2 separate regions of the Mus musculus genome follow, and region 2 is linked to region 1. A link is a contact called in public promoter capture Hi-C data. All regions are on one chromosome and are shown on one strand. The core of a region is the stretch at or near the end of the contact, and the rest is flanking DNA. Distances in the headings are between cores, read along the strand shown.

Evidence for each region. Promoter capture Hi-C pulls out the DNA fragments that hold promoters and counts their contacts.
Region 2: a promoter capture Hi-C map of pre-B cells shows a contact between it and region 1, with 5 times the contacts expected there. The contact joins the promoter of Kansl1l here to the promoter of Plekhm3 in region 1. A contact is called at or near these places in 4 of 39 promoter capture datasets (the C10 cell line, embryonic stem cells, liver and 1 more).

The regions. Positions count from the first base shown.
Region 1 is chr1:64,955,146-64,959,601 of GRCm38.p6, reverse strand. It overlaps Plekhm3 (pleckstrin homology domain containing, family M, member 3), which reads left to right and starts at 2,778. Exons shown (of 8, transcript NM_001039493.1): 1 at 2,778-2,907. It overlaps Gm51627 (predicted gene, 51627), which reads right to left and starts at 3,023. Exons shown (of 3, transcript NR_165472.1): 1 at 2,775-3,023.
Region 2 is chr1:66,815,986-66,820,796 of GRCm38.p6, reverse strand. Kansl1l (KAT8 regulatory NSL complex subunit 1-like) reads left to right here and starts at 3,202. Exons shown (of 15, transcript NM_001122738.1): 1 at 3,202-3,423.

The sequences.
Region 1 (4,456 bases), core at 1,529-4,028:
TTGGATCAACCACCATGACCGAGAGGAAGATACCATAGAGAGTAGGATGTGCTTAGCATTTCCTACATACTTACATTGTGATTTGGAGGTAGGCACAAGCTTCCTAAGTGAGTATGAGTGCCAACTAAAGGGAAAACGAAGCATCTATCTCCAAGTAAATGGCAGTGGGTAGAGAGGTATGCAGTCTGAACTCTCCCTGCTAGTATATGGAAGGCCACTACAAGTCTTTAAATAAGAAAGTAGCTGTGGACAATGGTTATATTAGATGAACCTAGGCATTTCTATTCTCTATTAAAATGTTTCTGATTGCGGGGCATGGTGGCGCACGCCTTTAATCCCAGCACTTGGGAGGCAGAGACAGGTGGATTTCTGAGTTCAAGGCCAGCCTGGTCTACAAAGTGAGTTCCAGGACAGCCAAGACTATACAGAGAAACACTGTCTTGAAAAACCAAAAAAAAAAAAAAAAAAAAAAAAAAAAAATGTTTCTGATTGCTCAAAGAGAAGCCTTTCTGGATGATAGCATAAAACGTAGGTAAACATAGTGACCCTAATGCAAATTGTAAACTAACCATTCACCTGCAGAGGTTCATAGATGATAATGAATGTCCTATTGTGATGCAGGATGCTCGGATGTAGGGAGGTGGTTCATATGCAGTGGCAAGAAGTCTGTGAGGACTCTTCTGAGAACCTAAAACTTCTCTAAAAACACAGTCTATTAACATAGTGACAAAGGCAGCAGCTGACTGCCTTTTGAGTGCTGATGTGAATGTAACTATTTTGAATTTAAAAGAACAAAATATTCCCAGATGTTGACTAGCCCAGAAGTCAACAGCTTCTCAGATGGAATTATTGGATTCCTGTGTTAGTGATCAGAAGTAAATTCAGTCATTTCACAAACATAGATTTAAAGACAATAAATGTTTGGGTTTGTTTTCTTAAATCTAAGTTGTTACACTCTGAATTTGCTTTCAGTAATGAAGTTCCAGTACAGATGATGCTGGAATCATCTTTTTTTAAACAAGGGTAAAAATCGTAACTACTTTATTGTGTTTCTTGTTTCAGTGTCTTTTAGTCTCCTGACTACGGACTATATTTGGAATTTTATATAGTAAATATTTGGGAAGCTATATGTTATGAATTTGTGTTTTAGTTAGACAAACATATCTCTACTTCTGTCCTAGTCAGAATTTTCATTGCTGTGAAGAGATACCATGACCAAGGCAACTCTTTTTTTTTTTTTTTTTTTTTTTTTTTTTTTGGTTTTTTTCAAGACAGGGTTTCTCTGTATAGCCCTGGCTGTCCTGGAACTCACTTTGTAGACCAGGCTGACCTCGAACTCAGAAATGCTGACCTCGAACTCAGAAATCCGCCTGCCTCTGTCTCCCAAGTACTGGGATTAAAGGTGTGTGCCACCACGCCCGGCCCAAGGCAACTCTCATAAAGACAAACATTTAATTGGGGGCTGGCTTAACAGCTTCAAAAGTTCAGTCCATTATTATTATGGCAGGAACTTTGCAGTGTACAGGCAAGTGCTGGAAGACCCAAGAGTTCGACATCTAGATGCCAAGACAACCAGAAGGAGACAGTCTACTTCAGGCAGCTGGGAGGAGGCTCTGATTCCATACTGGGCAGAGCTTAATATACCTATACCTTAGTATACAGCAATCTCAAAGCCGGCTTAAGTAGCAGTCACTTCCTCCAACAAGAATGTACCTACTCCAATAAGGTCACACCTCTGATAGTGCCATTCCTTATGGCCAAGCATTGAAACATGAGTCTATGGGAGCCAAATCTATTCAACCAATCACAATTTGATTCTGTACTTTTTAAAGATTTGACTTTCAAAAAAAATATTATATATCCTGTTGAGTCCTAATTCTCTCCATTTTTAAACAGAATATGGATACTGGTCATTGACTTACACGCGTTTGTTTGTGCTTTGTTTGCTTTTGTTGTTGTTTTGTTTTGGAACTCACTCTGTAGACAAGGGTGGAGGGGCTCAGACTCACAGAGATCCACCTGCTTCTGCCTCCTGAGTGCTGGGATTAAAGGTTTGTGACACCACTGCTTGGCTTGCTTTTGCTTTTGAGACAAAGCCTGTAGCTCTGGTTGGCCCGGAACTCTCTGTGTAGACCAGGTTGGCTTCAAACTCACACAGGTTCACTTGCCTGTGCCTCCTCAGTGCCAGTGCTGGGATTAAAAGTGTGTGCTACCCCGCCCCCGCCCCTCTCTTACTAAGCTTAATTGAAAAAAAAAAAAAAAAAAAAAACCGACTAAGAAGTATGCTGTGATGGCAAATTAAGACTGAAAACTGAAAGGAAGATTCATCCAACCGGAACTGCACGTCTTTGCAAAGTGGCTGGTTACCAGCAGACCTCAGGAGAGGTGACTTCTTGCCCTTCCCTAAGCCCTAGCTGCTAGACTAGGAATCCACAGCCAGGTTAGAGACATTTCCCCTCAACCACATCCTTTAAAACCGTGAACCTAACTAAAGATGAAAAGCAGTTCGTGCACCTATCCAAAGATGACAAGCAGTTCATTCCTATGTTTGGAAAGCATTATTTCTGAGAAATTCTCTTATTCTTAGCAACTGCTGCTAGCTGGCCCTGCCCTGGTAGGTTCCAAGTGACAGTTTTAACTGCAAACATCCTCGGTCTTGGGAAGAACGTGGAAGGGACCAAGCCTGGGATAAAGGCTGTAAAGCAAACAATAAGATAAGGAGGTCAGGCCCCGCCCGACCGCCTGCTCCTCCCGTAGGAGGGACCGGTCCTCACCGGCTGGAACTCTGTGTAATCGGATCCTGTTGCCGGGCTGCCGCGGGGAAGCTTTTGGGCGTGGGACCGCGAGAAGCCGCTTGTAAACAGAGCCGGGCCGGGATGGTCGGCAGCTGGAGCGCAGTCGCTGGCGGTGAGGAGGGCGGGCTGCCCGGGTCGGGGTCCTGCCGGGGGTCGGCTGCAGGCCGCAGGGGAGAAGGGACCAGAGCCGCGGTGAGCATCCTCCTCACGGCGGCCTTGGGCGGGGAGGGGGACGGGATGACGCATCCCCGGAGCTCCCCGGGGTCGCCGGGGTTCTTCCCACGCACCGCTTTCTGTTGTATTTCGCGCTGGGGATAGCACTTCATTTGTGGGTGGCTAAGTGAGGAGGAAGACATGACCTGGTGTTTATTTTTTGTGAATCAAGTAACGCAAATTAGAAAGTAGTTGAATAAGGTGATCCTGTTTCTGCGTTGTTTTTAGTAACCCCTCCCCAGCGATCATAGAAACCAAACCCCAGTAGAGCTTTTAGCCCCAGAGAAACGCTACGTTTGTTCTTTCTATTGACTGAGCCCATTTTGAATGTATAGTAAATGACAGTACAGGACTAATGATAGATTGGTCTTGTATGAAAAGCTTATTAAGCTAGAAAACAAAAACAAAACAAACAAAACAAGATAAGGAGTCCTCAGGCCCTTAAGCTGGAAAAAAAATTCTGATTTCAGAAGACAAATAGAGGCTGGGCTTATATGTATAGTTTGCAAAGCAAGGCGCCTTTACAGGTTAAAAAGATTGAGATATATTATTGTAAATGTTATTTAGTTCCTCCCCTTTTTTTCTTTGATCCATGGAACTAGAAAGAAACTTCTGGGTTTTTCCTGTAAAATATTTTCAACAAATCATAATAAATTGTGACTTGTACTTATACAGCATTATAGAATAGTACACGTTATAAGTGGTTGCTTAAAACACCAAGTAGTTTTTATTTCATTTACTTAAAGAAATACCATAGCAAAAATGAGGTCTTTAAAAGGTCAATATACATGTGTTACCTTGGTAACATAATCTAACTTCACTAGGAGTCAAGTATTAGGTTAAATTGACACGAAGTGTGTAAATGTCATGTACCAAGAAATAACATCAATAACTTGTGTGTTTGTCTTTATAGTAAGTACTTTAACAATGCTATTGTTCTGGCAAGATCCTGAAAGCTTACTTCAGCTTAAATTCTTGTTTGGTCACTTTCTCATTTCGTCATCCTGGAAAGTTTACTCAATTTAGCTGTTTCCTAATCTGTAGAATGGGAATAATAGCCACCTCATCAAAGATTCAATGAGTTATTAAATATGTATGTTTTTTTTGAGAGAGTCTCTCTATGTAACCCTGTTTAGCCTGGAAATTGCTATGTAGATTAGGCTGGTCTTGAATTCACAGAGATCCACCTGCCTCTGCTGGAATTAAAGGCATGTGCCACTTGATGTTTTTAAAGCCCCTGGAACAGTACCTAGAATAAGTGTTTGATGAGTATATCAAATTAAAATATTCCACTACTGAAAAGCAGATGAATAATTGTCAAGTGTTCGGGAAGGCGTGGAGGGGGGAGTTCTTTTTTTTGTTTGTTTGTTTGTTTGTTTTTGTTTGTTTTGTTTTTTTTTTTTGGTTTTTCGAGACAGGGTTTCTCTGTATAGCCCTGGCTGTCCTGG
Region 2 (4,811 bases), core at 1,953-4,452, 1.9 Mb before region 1:
CCAGTCGGGACTGTGTGGAAGTACAGTATCTCCCTGCTTGGATGCCACTGAGCTTAATTTTAAAAAGTCAAAACAAAGCCTCCAGGAAATGAATAGAGGGCTGCAGAATGCAAGAATGAAACGTTCTTCCATTCAACCTTTGTTGGGAACCATGCCCTAAGCTCCTGGGATTGTGCTTCCATTCAGCATTGAGCAGAATGGCCTGAGCTCATGGAACTTATTAATATTCTAGACCAGGGAGAGGAAAAATAAAAATCTGTGTTATGCTGGATGGTGAAGTACTGGGAAGAAATGTGGACAGGAGGGGAACACAAAAGGCTATGTTTGTAATCCACTCTTGGCGGAGAGCTGCTTGAAGCCAGCGCTGATCTTTATCTCTCGCATTTATCACGGTGTCAGCTGGATCCTAAGTGCGGCAGCAGTGTTTCCTGACTGGAAGAAGTGACTGAGTGGATGCCAGTGCCGGCTTTATCTCATGAAATCATGGCAATACTGCTTACCTGGGTGCTTTCACGGGCTCCCAGTCAGGTCATAATTATGTCAGCAAGAACTGTGCCCTTCTCTTCTCCTTGCTGTTGCTGGATTTTTACACCTTTCTCTTCTCCCTCTCCTTAACCAATAATATATTTTTTTCTTGGAAACCAGCTTTCTTTTAATGTATCTTTAAAATAATAGATACTTGATTTTTAAGAATACATGAATCCTTTCAGTATTGTGCTAAGTAAAATAGGAAAACATTTGACAAGTGTCTTATAATATCAATTTTTAGAATTTAAGGTATTCTAAGGTCACTTGGAAAACTGGCATGCTTATATTACATGGAGCAGAAAACATGACTTAGAATCCTGTTCAGTGTCAAGGAACAATGTGCTTAGTGTGTAATTAAGTGAGTTAAAATAACCTCTGTGCAGTGCCATTTCATACATATGAACTACAGCAGGTTACAGAAATCACTGAGTTTTCTTCCTTGTGCTTTTTACAAAATAAATTTCCAGCTTGTGGTATTACACATTCTTTTCTTATTACTTTTCCTTATTACTTTTGAAGTATCATGAAATTGAATGTAAAAGGAAAAGGAAAGTGTTACATACATGATGGTTTCATATTTTGCTATATCTATGTAAGGTCTACATAGTCTGGCAGACTGAGGCTAGCTATAAGATGCAAGGATTACCCCAGTGTTGGAAAACAACCTATTTCCTACCGTGTTTGATGAACAAATGAGATACTACAGTTAAAAGCTTGTTGTAGATTTCTATGAATTTTGCAAAGTTTACTATGCTTTGCAAATATAAGCACCCTGCTGCTCTGTCCCCCTTATGAGTATAAATATCACCACAAAATATGTTTTCAGTACACATTTGGTTAACTTACAAGGATTTTGCTTTGGTAATAAGCAATTACTTCACAGGGACAAAGTAACCTTTTTTTTTTTGTTTTTGTTTTGTTTTTTTGGAGACAGGGTTTCTCTGTATGTATAGCCCTGGCTGTCCTGGAACTCACTTTGTAGACTAGGCAGGCCTCGAACTCAGAAATCCACCTGCCTCTGCCTCCCAGGTGCTGGCATTAAAGGCGTGCACCACCACACCTGGCTTGACAAAGTAACCTGTAGGCTCCATAATTACCCCAGCTTTAAATTTGAATTCCTTGTCAGTCATTACTCTGCTAGATACTGAGTGTAGGGCCTCCTTCACCCATGCTAGGCAAGCGCCCTCTCTTGTCTATGATTTAACAATGTAAGAGACAGTGTTGTTTTCTGCTCCAATAGTTGGATGCATATCATCTCCACCTAAGGGTACTGCTTTCTAAGTTATTCATGCCTTCCTCCCATTTTTTTTTTTTTTGTGAAGCCTTTAAAATGAATGCCCAGGTGAATACAGGATCTTAGAACTGCTTGATCACCGTTGACTTCTCAAACGGCTATACATCCACTGTGCAGTTTTGTTTTGGGTTTAGACACAGTCTCAGTATGTCGCTATGATTATCCTGGACCTAACCACTAGACTAGGCTGGCCCACCTGTGCCTGGGATTAAAGGTTTGTACCATCACTCCAGACCCTACCACATTCTTTAAGTGTTTTACCCATCCCTTTAAATATGACAAATATCCAGTGTTTACTTTTTCCTCCAACACACTGTTAGTCCATGATTTTTAATTGAATGAAGGCAAATCTATTTTCTGGACTGCCCATCCTTGACCCATATTGAGCAATTATTGTTCTGAGTAATTTTTATAACCATTTTCCCTACTGTAGGCAGTTTATCATAAAAATTATTTCAGCTATTTATTCATGTACTAGAAAAAGAAAGAACAGTTAATTTTCCAACTCTGGTAATGTCTTAAGTATTGCTTCTTTATGACTTCAATTCTATACACTCCTGCCTGTAAGCCCTTCCAAATAAATAAGGTAGAAGTGATATATCGATCTAAAAATTCTAGTGCCTTTTCACTTCCTACAGCATTCTAGTGAAAATCTGCTTAGCAAAGCGTCTAATCTATTATCTAAGGAGCTATATTTAGGCTATCGTTTTTTTCTCAAGCATCAAGTTCAAGCCTGGGGAAATGCCCGGGTGCGTTTAACGGTGGTGAGCTGCGAGCTGCGAGCTGGGCCAGGTGCAAGACTCGCTCGCAGAGATGTTTCTGTCTCTAGCCAACTGTTTCCATTAAAATCCCGCTGGTCTGCGCTACCTCAGAGTTAACTGCAGAGCTCCTTAATCATAAGCTAACTCAAATGTATCCATGGCAGGTCTGCCACCTATTTTAAGGTCCTCAGAGGTCCGACAGAGCATGACTCGGGATCGAGCCTCTGGGACCCATAGAAGCAAAAGGTTGGAGCGTTGAGGGCTGCTTAACCCTCGGCCTGGCCAGGACGGCCCTGCCCGCCCGGAGTTTCCAGGTCTTATTTTCCTGTAACAGACCTAAAGAAACCGCAGCGCCCCGCAGCACGGCCGGCGGGGTGACTTTTGCGGGCTGGCACCGGGGTGGAGAGAGCGCGGGACAACGGCGGCGCGGAACGCACTGGGAGCCGGCAGAGTTCGGCCACCGCGCTCAGGCTGCTTTCAGAACGCTCCCAGCGGCTTCCGCGGGCCCCGCCCCCGCCGGGGTTTCCCCGCCGCCCGTCTCATTTGCATGGCGCGCCCCTCCCCCGCTGCCATTGGCCGGCGCCGGGCCCCGCCCTCCCCCACTCCCCTCCCTCCGCCGTAGGGTTCCGTCCCCCGAGCGCCCGGAGCTGCGGGCAGCGGGCGGACTGTTAAACCGCGGCGGCGGCGTCAGCCGGGGCGGGAGCGGGGCGCGCTCTGGAGACGAGTCGGCGGCGCCCCGGGTGGGGGGAGGCGGGCGGACAGCTAGAGATCGCCTCGGCGGCCCCCACCACGGCCGGACCGAAGGTGCGGCGGCGGAGGGCAGCCAGGGCGCCCCAGCAGGCGAGTGGCCGGCGTCGCAGCGGCGGGCTGAGGGGGGTGGGTCTCCTCGGCGGGGGACGGCGGCGGCGCGGGGCGGGAAAGAGCGGAGAAGACCGCCGGGTGGACTCGCGGGCTCGGCGTCCGCCGGGCAGCCCCCTTTGCACCCCGAACCCTGCTTGCCGTTGGACTGCGGGCCCCGGCACAAGACCGTGCTTTGGGGCAGGGGTCGGACCGCAGCCAAATTTAAACGGCTAAACCTAACAGCCTTGGCAGACACGGCGGGGAGGGGAGGGCGGGGCAGGGGGCGGGCCTGGATTCGAGTCACGTGGGGATGGGGCGGGGCTTGGCAGGCCTCCCTTTTGTTTTGGCTGGCGCGTGCGCAGAAGGCGGAACACGTGGTTTTTCTTGGGCACGCCCTCTCCCTCCCCCCCCCCCCGCCCCCCGCAAGGCTGGAGCAGCGGCGCCTGTCCTGGGGGTGTGGGGCGCTCTGTGGGAAGCTTTCCGTAACGCTGAGCTTGGCTGGCCAGCGGCGACATTAATTTCTTCTTATTTGGGGCCGTTATGGATTTGGCCTTTAGAATTGTTTGGGGTGGAAGGGAGTGTTGTGGTTTATTGAAAGGTAACCGGTCCGAGTTGGTGTTGCTGCTTGTGCCCAAGAGGGGAGAGGGCTAGCTTTAAAAAAAGAAACAGCGTTTGGTAAGGAGAAATAAATGCAGGACGGTGTTGTGTGGTCCCAAATCGGGGAAGGAGCTGTTGGGATCTGCCTTGCGAGGAGCGGGCGCTGCGTGGGCGTCCTCGGTACCCCCGCAGAAGGCGCGGTGGCGGTTCCCTGTCCTCGCTGTTCCCATCGCGGGTTCCCGGGAGACTGGAGTTGTGGGAGTCACCTTCTGGCTTTGATTCCCCCAGCTTGGACGCAGAATGTGCCGGAGAGACTAAGAAAGATTGGCCGCCGCCGCCGCCTTTAATAGTTTAACTTTGTGTTTGTAGAAAGGTTTTTAAATCCTGATTGGATAGGGCAAGTTTGATAGCAACATAACTTCCCCGAAACTGTTCCTGAGCACAGCTGGCAAAACAGGCAGGATTTGAGGGTAGAAGTAGTTCTAAAAATAATTCGACAGTGGAGGGGGAAAAGCGCAGGTGTGGAACGCAGACTGTTTAGTAATGCCGGGGGTTGATTTCTGCGGTTTCCAGAGAGCTAACTAGCCGTTTCCTTGGGCAAGTCACAGCCTTGCTGATACATCTGTTTCCTCTGGAAAACCGTTTCGTAATACAGTTCCTGCCTTAAAAGAGTGTAATGAAGATCACGTGCCTTGTGTTAGTGAGCATAAATCACCACGTAATGTGGTGGTGTAACATAACGTCAGTTTTTAACAAAGCTAGCATATTTTTGGAATTTTAAGAATAAGCCG